2 separate regions of the Mus musculus genome follow, and region 1 is linked to region 2. Evidence: chromatin contacts called from public Hi-C data. All regions are on one chromosome and are shown on one strand. Each heading gives the region's core, a stretch centred on a gene start, on an enhancer-like site or on the middle of the called end of the contact. The rest is flanking DNA. Distances are from core to core; before and after follow the strand shown. Region 1 has its middle 35 kb from the start of Olfr31. Region 2 holds the start of Psmd6 (proteasome (prosome, macropain) 26S subunit, non-ATPase, 6).

What was found. Hi-C and Micro-C count contacts between places; a contact is called where the count stands out from the background.
Region 1: a Hi-C map of muscle stem cells shows a contact between it and region 2, with 4 times the contacts expected there. The contact joins the enhancer-like site here to the promoter of Psmd6 in region 2. A contact is called at or near these places in 4 of 484 Hi-C or Micro-C datasets (LSK cells, muscle stem cells, myocytes and 1 more), 2 of 115 datasets of contacts at active chromatin or transcription factors (bone marrow-derived macrophages and embryonic stem cells) and 2 of 9 other capture datasets (adipose tissue and pancreatic islet).

The regions. Positions count from the first base shown.
Region 1 is chr14:14,290,070-14,296,951 of GRCm38.p6, forward strand. No RefSeq gene overlaps it. Among named protein-coding and RNA genes, the nearest start is that of Olfr31, 35 kb to the right of the region's middle. Within about 2 kb of position 4,587, at least 146 of the 459 cell types and tissues checked have an H3K27ac peak or open chromatin away from gene starts, as enhancers often do. A contact at or near this core is called in adipose tissue, bone marrow-derived macrophages, muscle stem cells and 3 more, where this site is marked.
Region 2 is chr14:14,115,905-14,123,528 of GRCm38.p6, forward strand. Psmd6 (proteasome (prosome, macropain) 26S subunit, non-ATPase, 6) reads right to left here and starts at 5,041. Exons shown (of 8, transcript NM_025550.3): 1 at 4,835-5,041; 2 at 4,083-4,288; 3 at 921-1,066; 4 at 480-699; 5 at 244-352. The coding sequence starts at 4,979.

The DNA.
Region 1 (6,882 bases), core at 3,337-5,836, 170 kb after region 2:
GTTTCCTCCTTGTGTTAGAGTTTCCCTTTGTTATCCTTTGAAGAGCTGGATTTGTAGAAAGATATTGTGAGAATTTGGTTTTGTCATAGAATACTTTGGTTTCTCCATCTATTTTTTTTGCTGGAGTTATTATATTTTGGAGTTTTGCTGGGTATAATAGCCTAGGCTGGAATTTGTGTTCTCTTAGGATCTGTATGACATCTGTCCAGGATCTTCTGGCTTTCATTGTCTCTGGTGAGGTCTGGTGTAATTCTGATGGGTCTGCCTTTATATGTTACTTGACCTTTTTCCCTTACTGCTTTTAATATTCTTTCTTTGGTTTGTGTATTTGATGCTTTGATTATTATGTGAAAGGAGGAATTTATTTTCTGGTCAGTCTATTTGGAGTTCTGTAGGCTTCTTATATGTTCGTGGGTATCTCTCTCTTTAGGTTAGGGAAGTTTTCTTCTTTATTTTTGTTGAAGATATTTACTGGCCCTTTAAGTTGAAAATCTTCACTCTCTTCTATTCCTATTATCCTTAGGTCTGGTCTTCTCATTGTGACTTGGATTTCCTGGATGTTTTGAGTTAGGATCTTTTTGCATTTTGCATTTTCTTTGATTGTTATGTGTAGCCTCCCTCAGTCTTGAACCAGGCTGATCCAGACTTTGACCTTGCTCCCACTAAGAAGGAGATTACCTAGGGTAGAGCCTTCTGACCTTGATGGCTCTATTTGCTCTTCTCCAAGACTCTGCTTCCTGCTGAAAGGTCCTTGAAATGTTCCAAAGACACTCCCTGTAGACCGCCTATGGGCTGGCTCCAGGCACCAAGAATAGGCTGGCGGGGGGTGGGCCTTCCCCCTTATAAGCACACTCTCTTAATAAACTCTCAGGCCTTGATCAGCACATTTGTCATGGCTTCATATTCCTTTCTTGCAGTCTAAGTCTCTTTCAGCCCCAGCCTGCCTCCTAAGTGTACCCAGTTCATGTATGTCGTGGGCTGATATATAACAGTTATGTCCATGTTTTCTATGGTATCTTCAGCACCTGAGATTCTCACCTATATCTCTTGTACTCTGTTGATGATGCTTGCGTCTATGACGCCTGATCTCTTTCCTAGGTTTTCTACTTCCAGAGTGGTCTCCCTTTGTGATTTCTTTATTGTTTCTGAAAGACCTCCAAAGGGAGACCATCACTCAAGTCTTGGGATAATAGCGGACCCCCAAGAACTCATGAGAGACCAAGCTTGATGCAAACCACATGAGGTTTTATTCGAGGAAACCCAGAGCTCTGGGGATGACTCGTTTCCCACGCAGGGGTAGAGGAGTCAACCCCTAGGGGAAAGGGGTCTCAGGTTTTATAGGTCCTCAAGGGGGAAAGGAGAAGGAGGAAATAGGGGATTTCCAGGTCTAAACAATGTCTATTCTAAAATGATTGATTTCTCAAGAAATGTGTATGGGAGGGAAACAAGGAAAGAGTCTAATGAAGGTGGATTAACTCTGGATTGGCCCCAACTGTGGTTGCTGGGGAGATTTTCTGACTCTATCCCAGCAACCAATATCACAAACACCTGGCAGTGAGGTGCAGCAGTGGGCACACACCTGGGTTCAAGGAATGGTCAGAACATTGGCAGACACATGGGTTCAAGAAATGGCCAGAGCATTGTGCACCTCTATTTTTCTAAATCAGTGAAACTGAAAGATCCTGGCAGAATGTAAAAGGACACAGAAGCCCTGAAATTGGCAAGATAGACGTCAGTGTTAGCAGAACTAGCTTCACTGATTTAGAAAAATAGAGGTGCACAATGCTCTGGCCACTCCTTGAACCTGTGTGTCTGCCAATGTTCTGACCAGGTGTGTGCTCATTGCTGCACCTTCATTAGACTCTTTCCTTGTACCCCTCCCATACCCATTTCTTGAGAATAGACATTGTTTAGATCTGGAAATCCCCTAATCTCCCCCTTCTCCTTTCCCCCCTGAGGGCCTATAAAAACTGGGAACTCTTTCCCCTCGAGGACGACTCCTCTACCCCTGCGTGGGATATGAGTCGTCCCCAGAGCTCTGGCTTTCCCCGAATAAAGCCTCATGTGGTTTGCAACAAGCTCAGTCTGTCATGAGTTCTTGGGTGTCCGCTATTGTCCTGAGGCCTGAGCGAGGGGCTCCTCTCGGAGTCTTTCAAAACTAGTTCTGCTAACAATGAAATCTATTTTGCCAATTTCAGGGCTTCTGTGCCCTTTTACATTCTGCCAGGATCTTTCATTCCCCACTTCTTCTAGTTACTAGTTCTAATCTTAGAACTAGACTGCAATCTCTTCTTCAAGGTTCTACAGAGACTGGTATTGTTGTCTTAGTACTAACAGCTGGATGGCACCAAACTTATCTCTAACAAAGGTCACTAATTTATTAAGAATTAGCGGGCCACATGTCAGCAGTAAGAGCAAAATTATTAGAGGGCCCATCAGAGTAGAAATGAGGATGATCAACCAAGGGGATTTATTCTTTAGGAACTCGCTTTATGTGAGAGACATGAATCTAAGCAGAGATGCCTTCTACTTTGACAGCAGTGGGGGTGGTCAGCAGCATGATGTAAGGTCCTTTCCAATGAGGTTCTAGTTTCCCAGCTCGGTGTCGTAGGATGAGAACTGCATCTCCCACCCGGAACTTGTGTGATAACATTAAATCTCCTGGTTCGTAGGCCTCCTTGAGCTTCTCCCAGGCGGTGTTTCTGAACACTTCTAGGGCTTTCATGTGTGTAAACAATGAAGGACCAGGGTTAGATTCTAGAGGATCTAACATTCTCCCCACTTCAGTGAGCAGGGGAGCCCCCCCCCCCATATAGGATTTCATATGGAGTGAGCTTAAATTTTCCCGGTGTGTTCCTGACGTGGAACAAGGCAAAGGGAAGGAGGTCTGTCCAGTCATTCCCACCAGTCTCTAAGGTAAATTTAATCAAGGTCTCTTTTAGAGTTCTATTCATCTTTTCTACCTGTCCTGAACTCTGAGGTCTATAAGCACAATGTAATTTTTAATCAATCCCCAGTTGGATGCCCAGTCCCTGACTTACCTGGGCAACAACCGTTGTCAGATCCTATTACCCTACATATTCTGAACCGCGGAAAAATTTCTTCTAGGATCTTCTTAGCCACAACATTGGCAGTTTCTTTTTTGGTTGGGTAGGTCTCCACCCATCCTGAAAAGGTATCTATAAAAACTGCTATCAGTGTAGATGTTAATGGGCCGCCCCTCAGCCATCTGAAGGGCCTTTTACTAGGAAGCTGCTTCTGTGTAACAGTTTGGAACGACTGGCCATGGCTGGTCTCATAGATCACTATGGATCCCAGTTTCTTCCACAAGGATGTCCGCACAGCAGTGAATGGGTGAGGAATCATCTGTTTCAGTCAGGAGGGTAGCAGGATTGAGGATAGCAGGAGGAGCAAGCACGATCCATTCAGTCAGTAACAGACTCTGTTAGTGGGTCATTCAGTTGTTTGTCATCTATTGGTCTGGGGGCCGGCAGATAATGCTTTCAAGAGAGTGGGGGCTACCACAGTCATTTGCTGTCCCAAAGTTAACTTAACGAGTAAGGCTACTGCAGCAATGGCCTTTAAACATATGGGCTATCCGCTGGCCACTGGGTCCAGCTTCTTAGACAAATATGTCATAGGCCTCTTCTATGGCCCTAGAGCCTGAGTAAGAACTCCTCTGGTCTCCCCCGCCCTCTCATCAACATAGAGGATGAAGGGTTTGGTTAGATCTGGCAATGTCAAGGCTGGTGCAGTCAACAGGGCCTCCTTAATATTTTCAAAGGCTCTCTGATGTTCCTATATCCATCTGAATTCTCTACTTTTCTTGGTCAGGGGGTACAAGGGGGCAGCCAGTGTTGCAAACCCAGGTATCCAAAGTCTTCAGAACCTAGCAGTGCCCAAGAATTCTCTCACCTGTCTTGAAGTAGCCGGTATTTGAGTCACAGTCCTTTTTCTTTGCAATAGACACATTGGTCCTTCCCTAAAGTCTTCTGGACCGGTCTTATTCCTCCAGGTCTAGGTTCCCTGTTGCCCAGGTACCCTGTCTGTCTATTCTCTGGCCTGTTCCTTCTTTTATGCTCCCCTACTACTGCAGCCAAAATTCTGTTTAAATTCCTCTCCTGTCTTCTATCTCTCTTATTCTCCCTCTCTTCTTCTTCATGCTTTTCCCTCTCTTCTCTTCTATAAGCTTCCATCAATCTTTCCAGAAAAACAGATGGGGGCTCGGTAGGGCCCTGCATCACCTCTCTTATCTTAGCCAAATTGGTGGGGCGTCTCACCACTCCCTTTAGACCAGAGCCTGGGGGTAAACTGCTAACCTCTCCCTACCTTGAGCCGTGTTGTAGTTCCAATCTGGCCAGTCCAGAGGGAACCCAGCATTCCAATTGTACAGATATGCAGAGATTGTGGGTCCATGGGCAGGTCGCCCACAGCTCGCAAAGGAAAAGCAGAAGTGGTGCCAGGAGCTCCATCTGCTGGGGGACTCTGGGCTTGTTGGCTCTGGGTCCTGGCAGCCAGTCCTCCGGCTGTGCCTCCAGTGATCCCAGGGCCAGGCGCAGGGACCTGCAGAGGAGCGGGAACCAGCCGGAGTAGAAGTTAGGGCAGAGGGGGAGGGACTTAGGGGAGCTGTGGGTTGAAGAGGAGGCTCCCTTTTGGGAGGAACCTTTTGGTTTCACTTTTGTTTCAAGAAGAGTCAGGACTCGGGAGCCTGACCTTTGCTGGGGAATCCATGGTTTCCCTGCCAGACAGTAAACAATGACAAACCACAGAAAACACAAAACAGACACATTAAAAAAATAAACGCACACACGAAACAGACACAAAACACACACACACACACACACACACACACACACACACTGACAAATGCCTGTCTTCTAATGGACAGACAAAACTAACTCAGAAATGCAAAAGGTTGGGGAAGTGCATAAGTCCTCCAATCTAGGAAGACTACTGACTCTTCACTCCCCACCCCAGACAGAATCCAGGAGTCCTTCCCCTCGCGCTTAGGCGTCCCCCAGAGTGGGCAGGCAGTGATTCCAGCATGTCTGCTGTTCACACTCCGTGCCTCATCCAGAGGCATGGGTCTCCGTTTCTCAGAAACAGTCACAGCTGCAAATTTCAGCACTGAACCTCACTGGCTCACAGAAATATTTTTAGATAAGGAATCTCACCTCCAAGTGAGTCTTTGGACATGTGAGTGGTTGCACCAATCCCGGAGAAGCCCCCGATGAAAGAACTCTGAAGAGAGCCCCTCACTCAAGTCTCGGGATAATAACGGACCCCCAAAAACTCATGAGAGACCAAGCTTGATGCAAACCACATGAGGCTTTATTCAAGGAAACCCAGAGCTCTGGGGACGACTCGTGTCCCACGCAGGGGTAGAGGAGTTGACCCCGAGGGGAAAGGGGTCTCAGTTTTTATAGGTCCTCAAGGGGGAAAGGAGAAGGAGGGAATAGGGGATTTCCAGATCTAAACAATGTCTATTCTAAAATGATTGATTTCTCAAGAAATGTGTATGGGAGGGAAACAAGGAAAGAGTCTAAAGAAGGTGCAGTAACTCCGGATTGGCCCTGACTGTGGTTGCTGGGGAGATTTTCTGACTCTATCCCAGCAACCAATATCACAAACACTTGGCAGTGAGGTGCAACAGTGGGCACACACTTGGATTCAAGAAACAGACAGAACATTGTGCACCTCTATTTTTCTAAATCAGTGAAGCTAGTTCTGCTAACAATGAAATCTATTTTGCCAATTTCAGGGCTTCTGTGACCTTTTACGTTCTGTCAGGATCTTTCATTTCTACTTCCATCCTTAGATTTCGCGTGGTTTTGTTCAATTCCTTCACCTATTTGGTTGTTATCTTGTAATTCTTTAAGGGAGTTTTGTGTTTCCTCTCTAAGTGTTTCTATTTGTTTACTTGTGTTCTTCAGTACTTCTTTAAGGTAGTTATTTATGTACTTCTTAAAGTCCCCCATCATCATCATGAGAAGTGACTTTAGTTCATATCTTGCTTTTCTCGTGTGGTGGTGTATCCAGGACTTGCTATGGTGGGAGAATTGGTTTCTGATGATGTCAAGTAACCTTAGTTTCTGTTCCTTCTGTTCTTATGATTGCCCCCTGTGAGGAGCCGCCCTCACAGTCACCGTTACAAGATGGCGCTGACATCCGTTGCTCGTAGTAAAATGTGTGCAGGCGTCAGGGTATCATTCCGTTACCTGAGCCCTGCCTTTCTCGTGGCGTTAACTGACTGATAGTGGGCAGCCAATCCCAGTGGTGCACATCTCCAACCGTTGAGATGCTTCTGAGATGTTGAGAACCTGGTGTGACCAAGCTCATGGCATCCTGTGACCCTGGAATCCTAAGATACTAGGCATGTTAGACTCCGGGAGTGGAGACTTCTCTCCTCTGGGCAACTTGGAATTGTCTGCTAAGATTGTGCCCAAGCTACAGTGGTGCTGACCAGAAGGACCCTAAGCCACTGGCAGGGCGGGAGTTCCTACGTCCCTGGAAACTGATGGTCCCAGTTACACCTGGTGGTGTTGGAGCAGATGTTGTTTCCTACTCTCAGGTGCTCCTAAGATCCTGGGCACATTAGAATGCCCAGAAGTGGAGAATCCTCTCCTCTGGGGACTTTGGGACTGTACTTTGAGATTGTGCCCAAGATAGAGCCCAGCTTTTACTTATTATGGTGTCTGCCTGGAGCCACTGTATTTTTTTCCCTGCACTAGTTCTGAACATCAAGAAAAATTTCCCATGTGACTCAGGCTAAATCTGTATTTTATTCTATCTTTAAAAACAATTAAATCAAACTTCTATTAATACCTGCTTATAGGAAGCAGGCAACTTTACTTATACTGTTTCTATTTACAACAGGGAAAC
Region 2 (7,624 bases), core at 3,791-6,290:
GCCATGCCTGATGACCTGAGTTCAATCTCCAGGACTCACATGATAGAAGAGAAGCAACCTGAAAGACTTTCACATATGCATCAAAAGCACACATCATTCTCACATTTGGGAATTTATAAAATACACCAAGTTTGCTGGCCTTACCTAAGCACAATAGGCAGAACTTAAGTATTAAGACCTGCAGCCTCTCTTATACCCTGCTGTGCTATGTACCCACAGGACCAGATGAAGTCAGATCCTTACCTAATGATTGGAAAAAAACTGAATAACGGCATTCATAGAGAGAAAACAGATACTGCCGAACTGCTGGAAGACTGTGCAACACTTCAAGGATCTCTGCCCCTTTAATGACCTGGGTATTAAAACAAAACCCATCAATCAATCAATCAAACAACAAAAATATGAATATTTTAATGATTTTTGTGTATTTACGTTAGGAAAGCATGAGCAGTCTTTAAAAGGATGTTAAGGTTTCTCACCTTTTCCCTGAGGTCCGGCCTTTCTAAGGCGATCATACTGACGTAAACAGTGTAAGTCACAAATGTCTTGTAATCCATGAGCTCATACGATGTAAACGTAGAAACAGTGTCGAGAAAGAGCTCTGCTGCCTGTTTGAAGTCACGGATAGCCACACAATATAAGCCCTGGTACACTTTCAGCCTGTTTCGCCTGTCCCAGTCTCCGCCTTCCTCTATCAGGCTAGCAAAAAAACACAACAGAAACATAATGCTAATTCTTAAAGTTTTTTTTAAAGAAAAAAATTTTAAGTAAAGTATTTTATTCAGCAAGTATGTCAACTCTTGGGCCAAAGTCCACAGTTGTAAGCAAAGCAAAATGGGGAAATGTGGGCCTACTAACTTATTAATAACTTACTATTAACAGCCCATAACTTCCAGGGTCAGATCCACTGCTAACTGTACCTTTTGGCCTTTTCTGTGTTTCGAGTAATGAGGTCATTATCCATATAAAAGAGTCCGATCCTTAGGAGATAGAATACAATATCCAGGCGGTGACCCAGGGCCACAGTCTTATCGTATGTCTTGCGAAAAGCTGTCAAAGCTCCTTCCTGTCAAATTCAAGATCAAAGGGGTGAAAAGAACACAATCCAGCAAAGCCATCAGCCCCCAGGGTTTTCCTGAGTGGCTGGCGGCACAGAAGTAAGATGCCAGTGAAAGAAAGGGTCATTGGGATAAAGATCAGGGTTCCTTTAGCTGAGGGAAGTATAGACAATGCCCAGGGGAACACTTCATTCTGAGGACAAGATATGAAAAGCACATAGTAGACAATGTATTTCTGCCTATAACAATTAGCAGTACTTCCAAATAAGTTCACTATAAATTCTTAATCATTTTAAGAGGCTCATATCACTGGTTAGAGCACTCAATAGATGCGTATGCAATCTCATCTCAACCGAGAGAAAGGGACTCCACTGCTTTGCAACAACAGTGATAAAAATCACTTTTATACTTAGTGTTTCTTCAGACATAACTGGATAGCATGTTCTATAATTATTAGTCACACTTCATAAATGTATAAAAGGAATTGTCAGAACAGCAGTGAGCATGCCTAGTACCCAGACCTGGAAATGCAATACTGTTTCTCACTAGGGAACCAGGGATTTGGGAAGAAATGGATGACTGCAAGTTTGCAGAGTAAAGTTAAAATAGTAGGTGACTTTATGCCGTTTTGTATCAAAAATAAAGGTAATCATGAGTCAAGTGAAAAGATAACAAGCCTGTCTTAAAGGGACCTGTACTAACATCTGCAATGAACTAAGCGTCAAAAGATTGATGATAAATACAAGTAATAATAAAACCACTGCAACCATCAAACATTTAGAAACAGTCAGTAAAAGAAAAAAACCTGATTACTCTTTTGGGGAGAATGCTGTGAGCCAACATAGAAGGAATATAGCCTTAACACAAACAGCAATCACCCAATGCTGACTAAGCCATAATGATTAAATTCAAGACCTGAAACAAAACCTTCACTCGTCACATACATACTGACTACCTTTTCAAACCAAACCATACTCATACTACATTTCAAGGTTTTTCCCCCACTATATTTCTAAGTTTTTAAAATGACCACTACTAAATTTAAAAAATTTTTTTAAAGTTTTAAATTAAAATTCAACAGTTTATAATTTAAGCCCTTTCTTTGGGCTAGTGCAGTTCTAAACTCTTTCCCTGTATCTTTAAACAGCACTAGGTAGAAACGCATCATCCTACTTTACATGAGAAAACTGCAGCTGCAGTAAATAATGACTATTGAGGCTGGAAATATAATCCAGGCCATCTGACCCAAGAGCTCACACTATTTTTAAATACTGGAACCATGTCAGCCTACACTCAAATGCTAAAGAGTAGACCCAGCACTAGGATTACTTACAACAAATGGCCACATACAGGAAAATAAGTGTTCACTCTCCCAGCAATTTCACCTCAGACTAAACAGTGTCCTAAAGAAACACTAGCATGTATGGGCAGTGGAGGCACACCACTTTAAATCCCAGAGTTTGGGAGGCAGAGGCAAACAGATGTCTGTGTGTTTGAGGTCAGCCTGGTCTACAGAGCTAGTTTCAAGACAGCTAGGGCTACACAAAGAAACCCTGTCTCAAAACAGAAAAAAACAAAAAAACCCAAAAATAAACAAACAAAAAAAGCCCCCAAAACACTAGCATATATATACTAGGAGACATATGAACATGTTTTTCACCACTGCAATTTGTTTAAGAAAAATCAACTATTACAGCTGGCTAAAGCAAAACCAGCTGAAGCAATTCGTGCATCCAGACCAGCTGAACAGACAACCTACTCAAAATGTGGATGCGGCAGCGGTGATCCAGAACGTAACAAAGTTCTCTGAGATGCAGTGACAGATGCATGGAAGAGGAGGATTCGCGGGACACAGTGACCTCATGCACACAAATACATGTTCACTACTCATTGTCTACAAGACATACATACACAAGTACATAACTGCACTATCAAAGAGCTTTGTAAGTTACTACTATAAATTCTTTTAGATTTACTTTATGTCTTTGAGTATACTGTCTAAATGTATGTCTGTGCATGATGGTGCTTGCCTGGTAGGTGCCAGCAGGGGTCAGAAGACAGTATTGGATCTCCCAGAACTGGAATTAAAGTGGGGTGGGCTGTAAGCTTCATATGGAGATCATGAATCAAGCCCGGGTCCTCTTTGAGAGCAACCAACACTCTTAACCCGAGCCATCGCTCCAGCCTCCTACTGTAAAAAAACAATTCGAGACAGGGTTTCTCTGTAGCCCTGGCTGTCCTGGAACTCACTCTGTACACCAGGCTGGCCTCGAACTCAGAAGTCCTCCTGCCTCTGCCTCCCAAGTGCTGGGACTAAAGGCGTGTGCCCCCACTGCCTGGCAGTTGTAAACCTTTTAAAATGTACAATCTTTGCTTCCCAACCACTTAAGTTACTACTGAAAATGACCCCAATGTTGTCAACAGAGGGGGCAAAACCTCTGCACCCTTGTTTTGTTCTGGAGAAGTATTTTTATTATTCTCAAGTATGTATATGTGTGTCTGGGGGTATGTGTGCATGAATGCAGATGTCTTTGGAGGCTGGAGGGATCAGATACCTGGGAGCTGGTATTGTGAACCTCTTGATGTGGGTGGTGGGAACTGCACTTAGGTCTCCTCCAGGATGATCTGCAGTATACAGTCTTAAACCACCAAGCCTCTTCTCTCTAGCCTCATGTGTACTTGTTTTTAATGACACAGTAAGGAAGACTAACGCACACCTTGCTCTGTTAAGAGCAGGGAATTGGGTGCTGCAACATTGTCATGTATCTACTGTTCCTGTACTGACTCTTCAGTACAGGTAAATATGATTATCCTTCCAGTTAAAACAGAAAGATTCTCTTATCCAGTGAGATATTACTCATTTGCACTGATGTACAACATTGGTCTGTACCTCCAGAAAATAGGGAGCACCTCTCATCTGCAGAGCGGGCAGGGCATCTCACTGACCCTGTCACCTACCCAGAGCGGGCAGGGCATCTCACTGACCCTGTCACCTACCCAGAGCGGGCAGGGCATCTCACTGACCTTGTCACCTATCTGACAGAGGTACTCTGCTTTTGCCATCATTGCATCTCGAATTTCACTTTCTCCCAGATTCTTCTCTGCATCCTCCAGCTCCTCATCCAAACGTTTCAACTCTTCTTCGTTTGCTTTCTTCATTTTACTCAGGAGATCCACGTCCATCTGCCAGTCGAGGGATTTACACAAGGCTTCATAATAAGGAGCCATATCTAAAAGCCACAAATCACGCATTATGAGGTATCCTGTTAGCTTCTGCTCGCTTTTCCCACCCCACCGAAGGTCAGCTAGCAGACGCCTCCCAACTATGGGCCTGGGTAGCACGGCTAAGGTTTGAAGCTGGGAGCCTGCTTGAGAGCCGATCTTAGCAGGTCTGATCGCGACTAAGGCCAAGGGGAAGGGAATCGAATCCTCAGTTTGCTCTGGTCGGCTCCTGTTCCAAAGGAGTCCTCATGTCAGGGAAAGGACACCGATTCGACTCGACTACTAGGGACAGAACCCTGACTGTCCCTTGGCCGGCAGCTAAACACCGACAGGCATCACTAAAGCCGCGGCGCCTTTGCCGGGAGTCCAGCCGCGACAAGCACCCGAGGCTTCCCTGGACGTCTCGCGGCGGGGAAGAACCCACTAAGGCAAGCAAGCCCCTCTCGGGTCCAGGAGGCCTCCCTAGGGGTCTCCATGAAGCCTCGACCGGAGACGCCCGCCAGGCACCCCGACCGCCCCGCCTAGGCCGCTGACTCGGCGCTCGCTGGCCTCACTGTTTTCCCGGACGGCCGCCATCAACTCCTCGCGCACCGCCGCGTCCCCGCGGTGCTCCGGCAGGCTAAGCAGAAACCGCAGCTGCGCGATGCGCAGGTCGGGGTTCTTGGGCAGTCCCTCTTCTTCTAGGTTTTCTAGCGGCATGGCTACAGCACAGGAGCCGGCTGACAGAACCAAGCACAGCCCTGGGCCACCAGCGGAAGCAGGAGGAGTCGTCACAGGTTCCCCAGAGCCGCCAGTCTGACTTCCGGTCGCGTCTCTGGCTCCGCCGCCCGCAGCGTCCCCTGCTGGACATCGGCGGGAGCACCTGGCGCTGTCCCCTTTTTCTTTAGGTCAGAGTTGGGCCCAACTTTCATTTCTTGAGTATCTTTTTTTCTTCCTTTTTATATAATATTTGCAACGGATAGGATCTGGAAATCCGCCAACAGTTTTAAAATATAACACAGATGAGAAAAACAATAAAAACAGTTTTCCAGGGACATCTTTGTTTCAATACTCTTGAACTAGGGAGAGATTCTTTTGGTCCAGATTGTAGACAAACAAACTGGAACATAGCGAGATTTGAAAAGTGGCCAGCTAAGGTTACACACCAGCTACATGACAAGGCCTGTGTAGAACCTATCTTCCTTACATTTAAAATCCACATTCTTCCCTATTCTAAGAAAAGAGTACCCCGTGTTTCCAATTATTAATTCAGTGATTTACATTATTTTTGTGTGCACATGTTGGAGGAGTCTTCAGAATGGGTAATGGTCTATAAATCCTACTGTGTGACACAATGAGAAATGTCCCACTGAGTTTCAATATTTGACCACATGGTCCCCATTGGTGGTGCTGTTTGGACACCTTAAGGAACCATAAAAAGGTGTAAACCCTGCTTTAGGCAGTCGCTCACTGGGGTAGGTTTGAGAATTTCTGACCTCACCCCATTTCCAATTCTTTCTATGTTCTCTCTGTGTGGTTGAAGATGTGATCTCCCAGGTTCTTGTTCCAGCCTGTTTCTATGCCCCTGCCACTACTAAGGACTCTCAGAAAGTGCAAACCAAATTAGACTCATGAGCTGCTTTGGTCATGGCGTTTTATCACAGCAAGAAAAAGTAACTAGTAAACCCACTGCACGGACTTTCTGTCCTTTGCTTTTGTTAGGCCCTGCAATTGTGATGACTGTAATCTGCTACCCCGAGAGAATCTCAACACAGAGACTTATCTTACCACAGAGACTTAAAGCCAGGATTTGCATCTCAGTTGTTGAATTCCTACTAGAAGTTTACCTTTGAACACAAGCTCAACTTCTACTGCAGTGGATCTTTTATGCTGGCCCAAAATTCTTCTGGGTTCTGAAATATGATGTCCCATGAAGGATGTGTGGATCCAGGTATCACACTCTATGTGATGGTTACCATATGTCTGACTTTTGGAACAGTACAACACAAGGATGTGCTAGAATTGGTGCTATTTTATGTTATCAGAATGTTATAACTTTGTATGGAAACTGATCATCAATCCTTTCAAGAAAGATTCTGTAGGAAGCATCCTAAGACATTCATGAATGGGTTTAGGGCAAGAGGAACTAGAGCTTTAAATCAAGCCCAGTATAGAGATATTTCAAGACTGGGTTCATACTATGCATGAAATACGAATACACTAGTGTCCATAATTCACTTGTAAACAAAAAATGGGTTTATTTATTTATTAATCATCCCATTCATTTACATCTCAAATGATATCTCACTTCCGAGTAACCCTTCCACAAGCCCCATCCCCCATCCCATATCTGCCCTCTTTTCCTTCCCCTTTGCCTCTATGAGGGTGCTCTTCCAACCCCACCTACCCTCTCCTACCCACTGATCCAGTGTATAGTGTCCTGTACACGCCTTGGTTTGTAGTCTAGTCCCTGGGAGCACTGGGTGATCCAGTTGTTCTTTCTATGGGGTTGCAATCCCCCTCTGCTCCTCCAGTCCTCCCACCAGCTCCCCCACCTAAGTTCCTGAGCTCAGTCTGATGGTTGGCTCCAAGCATCCACATCTGCATTGATAGGTTGCTGGCCTAAACTCCCAAGCAACTTCCTGTCAGCAAGCACCTCTTAACCACAGCAACAGTGTTTGGTGTCTGCAGACAAGATGGACCCCCAGGTGAGGCAGTTCTCAGATGGCCTTTCCTTCAGTCTCTGCTCCATTTTTGTCCCTGTTCTTCCTTTGAACAGGAACATTTCTGTGTTAAAAACTCTGAGATGGGTAGGTGGTCCCTTCCCTTGGCTTCGGGCTGTGCTTATCTACTGGAGGTGGTCTCTACAAGTTCTATCTGCTCCTCTCTGGGCTTTTCCGATAATCTCATACCCCCTGGGTGCTGGGGCCCTCTCCTTTCCATGGAGTCTGGGAATCTCCAGTGGCTATCCCCAGTTCCTCATCCCCTACTGCTACATGTTTTTATTCCATTTCCTAACCCTCTGTATCTTTCTCCCATCCTCTCTAGTACCTGATACTGCCCACCTTGTTTTCTCCCCCTCCTCTCTCCTCCCCAGATCCCCCCTCCCTCCACATCCCACGATCATCCTCTTTCCGACTCAATGCAGGACTGAAGCATCCACACCCTGATCTTCCTTCCTCTTAAGTTCCATATGGTCTGTGGGTTGTGTCACAGGCATTGTGAGCTTTTGGGCTAATATCCACTTATCAGTGAGTGAATGCCATATGTGTTCTTTTGTGTCCGGGATACCTCACTCAGGATGATATTTTCTAGTTCCATCCATTTGCCTGAGAATTTCATGAAGTCATTGTTTTTAATAGCTG